Linked DNA regions of Anser cygnoides: region 2 is linked to region 1. A link is a contact called in public Hi-C data. All regions are on one chromosome and are shown on one strand. Each heading gives the region's core, a stretch centred on a gene start, on an enhancer-like site or on the middle of the called end of the contact. The rest is flanking DNA. Distances are from core to core; before and after follow the strand shown.

Region 1 (4,256 bases), core at 840-3,339:
GCCACATTAGATATTATAGTTTTTTTCTGATACTACACTGATTTTTTTCCCAATGCTTTTGACTTGTGATCATGGCACAAGTCACAAAACTACTCCTCAGACTGCAAAATACTCACACTGAAGTTCAGCTTGTAACACTGTCTTCTGTTTCACGCTTCTCTGAGCCCTTGGTAAAGTTTGAATCTAATACCAAATTTAACTTAGTCTTTCTGAAGTTTAAAAGTAATGGTTAGCATATAGAACTTTTGACTATAAAATATTATTAATCTGTAGCATTAGTGGCAACTACCTTTTACAAAAGGAATGGATTATCTCATTTAAGTGAGAACAGGAAAAGGAAAACAGTGCATTTTGAAAAGAAAATACTATCATGTACAGTAGGACAGCGGGCAGAAAATTTCGCATCAGTGACTTCTCTTCCTATTGAAACCACCCTGTCTGTATGCATGTAATAAATGAAATTTGGGTAAACAAGTAGATTTGTCCATTCCTCCTCCTCCACTGATTTGTTACTTATTATGGGTTTTGTCTTTGTGACTAAAAGTTTCAGTAATTTTCTTGCTAGGTGTCTACAATAGCTGCCTCAACTGAAGCTGAAGCTCGAATCTTTTGGCTTGGCCTCATTATCTGTCCAGTCATATGGATTGTATTTTTCTTCAGCACCTTGTTCTCCCTGAAGCTGAAATGGCTGGTAAGTCTGGCATTACTGAATGAGCTACAGCTGACAAGTAATGTTAATTGAGGGAAAACCCAGATCTGTAGTTTTGCAACAATCTGTACCAAAATCTCCAACATTACAGAAATCCCCCCAACAGCTTCAAGGAGTCAGAGTTTTCTGCAGGCAAGCCCTGCACTCCAGAATGGATCATTTTTAGCCTCACTTTTACTAGGTTATCAGCTGTCAACTACTTCATTTATCTCCAGTAAAGCATCTTAGGTAGTTGACAGAATTGCTGCCTCATTTTTAACTGTAGCATCTTACTTTTCTCCAACTTCTTTATTGCCGTCAAAGGAGACTAGTAGGAGAGAACAAAAAGTGAACCAAAAGTGCTGGCTTTCAGGTTTTCACATCTCCTCGGGACTTGAATGTCTCTTAAGCTCTTAAAAGTAAGGATTTTAGATTTCTGGTATCATTCCCTTTTGAAAGAACCAGTATCACAGCACTTAAAAATCTTGATAAATTGAGATATATAGTTTATAATTATTGTATTTATAAGTCATCTATTCTACAAAAAGCAAAACATTACATTTTCCTAAATAGAAATTGTACCCCATATATTACATTATGCTGATGCTTTGTCTATGAAATCTTTGTTTTCCTCTGTAAACTTTTCAATTGTGCTTGCATAATCACCATAGAATACATTTCGTCAAGTTCTGAACTGTGCAAAGTACAATTTTATTATTAATTTTTAAAAGATATAAAGCGTCTTGCATACCTGCTGCTACAGAACAAATAATAGCCGAGATTACATTTTGTTAGTAAATGAAACAGGAAATTCAGATAACGGGTATGAATCTATTGCAAATCATTAACTGCTTTCTAATGCCCCAAATGGCATAACTATACAAACAATAGTTAAAATTAAACCAGCTGTCTTCCTTCACAGCTCCACCTTTAGTTTTGAAAAACAGATTGTTTGCTAAGCAAAGAGCTAGCTGGAGAAGGAACCTGAGCTAGCACAGAAGATGCAGGTTGTTCAGGTGCTTGTAAAACCATGTTACCCAAATGAAAATTTGACAGCTTCCAGGAAATTAAGAAAAACATTATTTTACCAGTTAATTAATTGGATTTTGCCTGCTGCTAAGCCTCTAGCATCATGAAAGGACCTACTCATTTACACTGCCTGCTAACGATGGATATTGATTCACATCTATTGATGCTATTTGTAAATCTGCAAGTTATAGGATCTTACTTGTGTGTCGTAAGGCATTTGGCAGCTAAACGTGTCTGCAGGCTTGCTGTGTGTTTGGATGTGAAGCTCTTAGATACGATCAGGTTTAAAAGATTAAATGATTACGCAATTGGTCAAATAGGTGCTTTTTTGGATAGGTGCTCTTCAGAAAGTAATGAAGTTTTTCAAAATGCAGAATGACCTGAGCCAGAAAAAAAAAAAAAGCTGCACAGTTTTGATAAAAAAGACATTTTGCAGAAAGGGACTACAGTGTTTAGTACGGTTGGATCTCTTTTAAGGTCTTTCATTATTTGAAGGGATATTCCTTTCTTACAGCCTGTATGTATAGAGTATACATACATATATGTGCATGCATATATATTCTATGCATAGTCTACATATATGGCAGTATATTTGTCCCAGCCAATCTTTTGTTTGTCCACAGGCTCTCGTGATAGCTGGGATCTCCCTTCAAACTGCTAATTTATATGGATACATCCACTGCAAATTAGGGGGACAAAAAAGCATCAGCAGAATAACTTCGAGGTTTTTTGTCACAGCAGATGTTCCCAAGAGTAAGTACCAAGCTGGACCATCAGCTATAAACCACGAGGTATCAAATGCCGACCTGCCTCACGCTGTTGGTTTTGGCTTTTCCTGGTATTAGTTCCTAGTGTAGCTTCTGACAGGGCTACCTTGATTCTCCAATAAGCAATTCTTGTGCACTCTCGCAGAGGGGCTGTACCCCATGGCAGTCTGCTCTGTATTCAGGAGCCTTGCTGAAGCTTCACAACTGAGCTGCTTGCAAGGCCCATGAAGAATTTCCTCTAAGTTAAACCTTCAGTATGATGCCTTCTGAGGTATTGTAATGCCTAGGTGTTACAATATGGATACATACAAATGGAAGAGCAGTCTTAAACCCTGAGGCTTCCACCAGCCTTTTCCCTGTTTATGATTCCTGCATACTGTGCTATGGTGACATCCGCCTTTCCTGTGTTCATTCTGTAGGACAGACAAGAATTTCAGACGACTGCATTGAAGAACATGGAAAGACAGGCACTAGATAGTCATTTAAGGAAATAATAAAAAGACAACCGGTAAAAATACTGATTTATGAAAGCTGTTTTTCATATTAAGTTACTGAAGTGAAGCTCTTCTAGAATTATACCTGCATGAAATAATGATTTTGTCATTTGTGTCTTCAGACAGAAAGGTTTATAGCCTTTGTTAAAGACTCTACTTATTTCAAAATAAGACTTTCACCAAAAGGCAGTTTGCACAGGCATGAGAACAGTGCTTGTGGTTTATACAGAACTTTTATGAGCAGACATGTCCTTGAGAAAAAAACTGTGAACTAACCTGAAACTATTGGGTTATCCTAACTGAGAATTAGAATATAGTCAAAAGACAACGATCACTTGTTTTTCAAACTACAGTTAATAAAACGAAATTACCTTTTCCTCTTGTACACTCTCATAACTCTCATAACTCTGTTCTCAGAGTTGATTCTGCAGTAAAAAGAGGAATTACAATCATAAAGGGCCACTTGGTTATTTAAGAAACCAAATTTAATTTTTTTTTTGTATTCAGGCTTAAGATCTAGTAGAAGAAAAAAATCTTGCAGCAAGTTCACAGTGTACTTGTGTGGAGCAGCCACAGTTAAGTAATTAAAATACATTTATTTTATTCAATACCTGTAATAAAATATTGTATTTATACTGTAATCATAGCTGCCTAAACTCTAGCAGGTTTTTATTTTAAAACTGATGCCAATAATAAAAAAAGACATCACTTCAACAATTCTACTCAAAATACAGATCTTTTATACGGAAAGGAAAAAGATACTTATGGGATGTTTTGCAGTAAGAAAGTGGGCGTTACAATTAATCCCAGTGCAGAGGGTAGGGCAAAGCCTACTACACATGCTTATTAGATTCTTCAGATACAACATCCCTACATCAGTGAAACGTATTTTATGTTCAACTGTGTGAATAAAATCTTGCATACAGATGTTTTCAAAAGTCAACTTCATATTCAGGTTACTAGTATGGTGACACTGGATTCAGATTACACCTTTGTAACATAGATGTACAGTTGTGTTTTTTTTAAACTATAGCAAGCTTTGAGATGCCTGTGAACTTCCAGAATCTTAAATTATGGAAATAAAAACCTAAGGCAAAGACATTAATTATAAGAATTTATTTGCAAAATACAAAAAGAATACATTCCTTCTATTAAATCAAGGCATAAGTTACTTTTCTATAATTACACATGAAATACATTTTTACTTCACTCATAATTAGATAATCTTTTCTTCTTGAGTATGTTGATCACAGTATTCCTGAATTCCTGGAGAGACAA
Region 2 (4,256 bases), core at 760-3,259, 710 kb before region 1:
CGGCCGGTGCCGGCCCCACCACCGCGGCTCGGGGAGCCCGGGCCCGGAGGATCTGGGGAGCCCTTGGCTGCTCGCCTTTGTGGCGGGGCTGCAGGAGCGAGCACGGGAGGGAAGGAAGGGGAGAGGTGTCTTTGTGGCAGCCAGGCGTGAACATCTCCACTTATTCCTTTGGTCTGCCTTTTTTTTTTTCCCCTACACTTTTCTTCTTTTTTAGAAGGAAGAAGCGCTTAGGGGGAAAAAAAAAAAATCCCCCCCCAAATCCCCACCTTCTGGATTTTTTTATTATTTTTTTTCCCGTCTGCTTCTCCCCCTCCCCTCGCTGTGGCCTCTTGTTTAGCTCGTGGCGTGACCGTGATGAAGAAATGTTTCTGGGCGCCTGGCAGAGGCGATCTTTTTTATGTAATGAGTCAGGATTTTGCCAACGGAAGGAGCCGGCCGCCGACCGAAGGGCTGCTGCCTCCCTGCCGAGCCCGGCACCCCGCCGGGCCGGGGCCGGGGCCGCCCGCTCCCCCGGGACCCGCGGTAAGCTGCGCGCTCCTCCCGCGGGGCCCCGCTCTCCCCTCAGCCCTCAAGTGGGGCCGAGCCGCCGGGGCCGCGCCCTGCCGCCGGCTTGGGGCCGCTCCCCGCCACCTGGGCGGCCGCTGGGGGCTGCAGCCCACCTGCCCCGGGCCGCCGGGGGGCCGCCGGGGCCCGCCGCAGCTACAGGTGCCGGCGGCCCCGTGCCCCGCCTGAGGGGAGGCTGCAGCCCGCGCGGCGCGGCCCCGCCTCAGGGCAGCGGCGGGAGCGCGGCCGGGACCAAGCCGGGCTGCTCCTTCTCCTCCTCCTCCTCCTCATTCTTCTCCTTCTCCTCCCGTTCCCTCTCCCGCCCGCCAGCGCTGCCTCGTTCCCTCAGGAGGTGTCTCCGAGCACGCAGGGTCGGCAGGGACGGACGGCGTTCCTCCGGATTACCGAAAGCAGCACAAATGTAATAGTGTTTTTTTTGTTGTTGTTCAAGCGCGGCGATTGGTTTCTTTTGACGTGACTGACAGCATTTACCTGCCTCAGGTCTCCAAGTGGGTCTATAATGAGTAAAACTCGGGTTTATTTAGAAGTTCGGTAGGGAATGTAAAGGAAGGATTTAGCAGTGTGTTCCTTTTGGCTGCAGATCTCTGCTTTTCTTCTTAAAAAAAAAAAAAAAAAGTTCTTAAAGCTGGGGATAGTCAGATTTGGGCACCCAGCTGAATACTCTAAGCTGCATTGTCAGTAGGAAGCGACCCGTTTTGGGTAAAGTGAAAGTACCGTAGTGTGCTACACAGATAGCAAAGATATAATAATGTCACACATCTCTATAATGTTTCAGCTTTACTTTAAAATATGGAGGAACAGACAAACGAGTTGATACTTTGAAAAGATCTTAATAGATACTTTGAGTGCTGGGGCTAATAAGTCCCTACATTACTCTGGGTGAGTTCTGCGTCATTTTATAGCCACTTGCAGAAGGTGCTGCTTAGCTAAACAAACAAATCATAAAATGGGAATAACAGCAAATAATAACTGCTAGCAACTCCTGCTGTCCAGTTAGTTGAAGGAGTGTATACCATGACTTGGCTACAACGTCCTCTTTTATCAGTCCAAAAATCAGCTCCTTTGTAAGCGCTGATCCCCTCAGTCGATTGGGCATATCTTACAAAGATACTTTGCTTACAAATTGAATCTCAGAAGGTTGTGGTTCCAGAGTCGGGGTTTTGGGGGCGAGATGAGCTTATGTTTTATCCAACTGGCCCACAAAGTCCCGCTTTTGGTGGTCACTTTGTTCTGCAAAAGAAACCAGTGCATTATGGCTCTTACAGAGGACACTAACCTTAGCACTAAACTACGGCTGTGCTCAGAAAGCTACTCGCTACTGCACACTTTAAATAAGTAGCAATATCCTAACTTTACTGGTGTCATCAGCAGTAAGAAGCAGATAGAAAATACTAGCATTCCCCAAAGTTAAACAGAAATAGTTTTCTAACTGTTGTTGTAGCCTGTAAAAACTTTTTTTTTTTCCTTAAAAACACAGCAAAGGCAAAGAAAAAGTTATGTTTCAAAGGGTGGTTATTTGACATAAGTATATTGGGAGAAAAAATAAGACTTTTCTAGGAAAGAGAGGCAGCTTAAACCTTGAAACCAACATACAGCCCTTAGGAACATGCATGCTGTCAGTCCCCTCCTCGGGTCTTTTGCTCACAAAAGGTTGCAGTTCTGATGTCTCTCTCTCTTCAACTGACTTTTTGTTTTGTTTTGTTTTCATTTTTGTTTTTGTTTGTTTTTTACTTGTGTGCCCACCTGTCTACATGTGCATGGTCTGTATCTATAAATCAATGTAAAGATTACTAATTGCTGTGCTGAGAGGAGTTGTGCAATATATTTTTATGAGTAAGTCTGAGCTTGGTAAAGCTGTTCAATTCCACGCTACTATTTATTTTTTGTTATCGATAGCCTGAACAATCTCAGCATAGTATTTACTTCTAAATGATGTAGTTTTATTTTTATGGGATTCCAATAGATGTTTACCATTTATAGGTAAGCTGAACTTTCTTGAGGCTCCAAATATAACGTACATATATTTAAGACAGAATAAAACACATGCTAAGTGATATTGTGTGAGAGAGTATAATGGCTCATATACAGAGCAAGCACAAACAGGGGCATCCTCTCGGCTGGTGTAAATGTGCCTGTCATAGCTTTGACATTTTATACTAGCTAATCACCTGCTTACGTGACACATGAATATCTACACATGGTACTCACATTATGCTTGCGGTCAGATTCTTATTTAGTGCTGATCTACTCAAACTGAATCGATTCTGTTACTTCAAAAAGGCCTGGAAATTCAGCTGAGTTCCACAGCAGTGCTCTGCTAAAAAAGAAGTTGTTGGCATGTGATAGCTCACATGACTGTGTGCAGGATCTGTGTACTCAGGCAAATGGATATTGTGCTGAATTATCAGTATTTTTCTATGGAATTCTGGCCTTTTACAATTTATAGCTATATAATCACTATACATATGAAATAGGACATACCAAAACCTCAGTGCAACAAATTACTCACTTGTTTAAAGCTGAAATCTACCTTGGGAGAGCTTAGGTCAGAATTGTGCTGCTAACACGCCTTTTAGCCACTATTCTGCATGAAATAATGCAGCTCAAAAGCAGCATTTATGAGAAGGTTAAGTTTTCAGGAATCAATTGAGCTACAAATTTAACTGTAGAAATATCATTTTTTAAAAATAATACTTAGTTTGTGAATACATTACAGATATATCCAGTACTACAAGCTGTCAGATTTGGACTGGTTTGACTCCTATGGCCTCTTTGCTAGTCTTCTGAGAATACTCTGCTCTGCTGCTTGTGAGCTTTTTCTTTAAAGCTCTTAAATTGGAACATGTAATTTTGTGCAGCTACCTTCAGTAAGAGGTGCTGTACACCCTGTTAACCAGCTGCGTTTGGAAATCCTTTCAGATAGGTTCTCTTTGATTCTTTATTGATGATACATAAAATTCACAGGTATTCAGTTGAGCACAATTAATATAGACATGGAATTAACTATTTAAATGACTACTGAGCACTGTTTAAGAATGTGGTTATAGTTCTGAAGGCCTTTCTCATCCAAAATTTTTAGTTACATTCTTTCCCATTACTAAGGCTACAGAAAGAGCTCCTGTTTCTGTCTCCTGTGTGGTAAAATGGACTGTTTTCTGCTCAGATGGATGCCACACATATCTCTCAAGCTTTTAATGTATATTCACCTTATGTGTGTTAGCCAAATATTAATGATGATTGGACAAAATAGTGACTGATCCCCTACACACTTAGGCTGTAAGAGTGTGATCTCTTTCCATCACGCTGGGTTTTCCCACAAAGTTTGCTTGCAGGATGGCCTCAGAGCTGTGACTCCTGGAGTGCACTGTGCACCCAGAGCATTAATAATTGATGCCTGGGATCAGTTTATTTGAAATGGAAAAAAAAAATAAAAAAGAAATTTATAGAAGATTAAAAAAAATAGTATGTTTGGAGTCAAAATTAATTTTCTTCAAGATAAAAACTCATGAATTATTGAAAAAATATTTTGAAAGATCAACTCCAATTATGTATTGCATTCCTCATTTATAAAATTGAAAGCCCTGCTAGCTATGTTTTCTGTTTAAAATAATTTTAAATCTACAGTTTTAGAATGACTTTTCAGTATTTTAAAGCAAACTTAAAAAAAAAAAAAAAAAGCTTATAAAACAGCT

What was found. A called contact is a pair of places that touch in the nucleus more often than the background predicts.
Region 2: a contact with region 1 is called in a Hi-C map of liver, with 2.0 times the contacts expected there. The contact joins two enhancer-like sites. A contact is called at or near these places in 2 of 7 Hi-C or Micro-C datasets (both in liver).

The regions. Positions count from the first base shown.
Region 1 is chr15:17,485,919-17,490,174 of Taihu_goose_T2T_genome, reverse strand. It overlaps TVP23A (trans-golgi network vesicle protein 23 homolog A), which reads left to right. Exons shown (of 6, transcript XM_066977979.1): 4 at 566-691; 5 at 2,341-2,470; 6 at 2,904-4,077. The coding sequence ends at 2,962. It overlaps NUBP1 (NUBP iron-sulfur cluster assembly factor 1, cytosolic), which reads right to left. Exons shown (of 10, transcript XM_048053765.2): 10 at 4,080-4,244. The coding sequence ends at 4,195. Among named protein-coding and RNA genes, the nearest start is that of TEKT5, 8.4 kb to the right of the region's middle. Within about 2 kb of position 2,089, at least 1 of the 3 cell types and tissues checked has open chromatin away from gene starts, as enhancers often do. A contact at or near this core is called in liver, where this site is marked.
Region 2 is chr15:18,194,929-18,199,184 of Taihu_goose_T2T_genome, reverse strand. All of the region lies in intron 25 of PARN (poly(A)-specific ribonuclease), which reads right to left. Among named protein-coding and RNA genes, the nearest start is that of TRNAT-CGU, 5.7 kb to the left of the region's middle. Within about 2 kb of position 2,009, at least 1 of the 3 cell types and tissues checked has open chromatin away from gene starts, as enhancers often do. A contact at or near this core is called in liver, where this site is marked.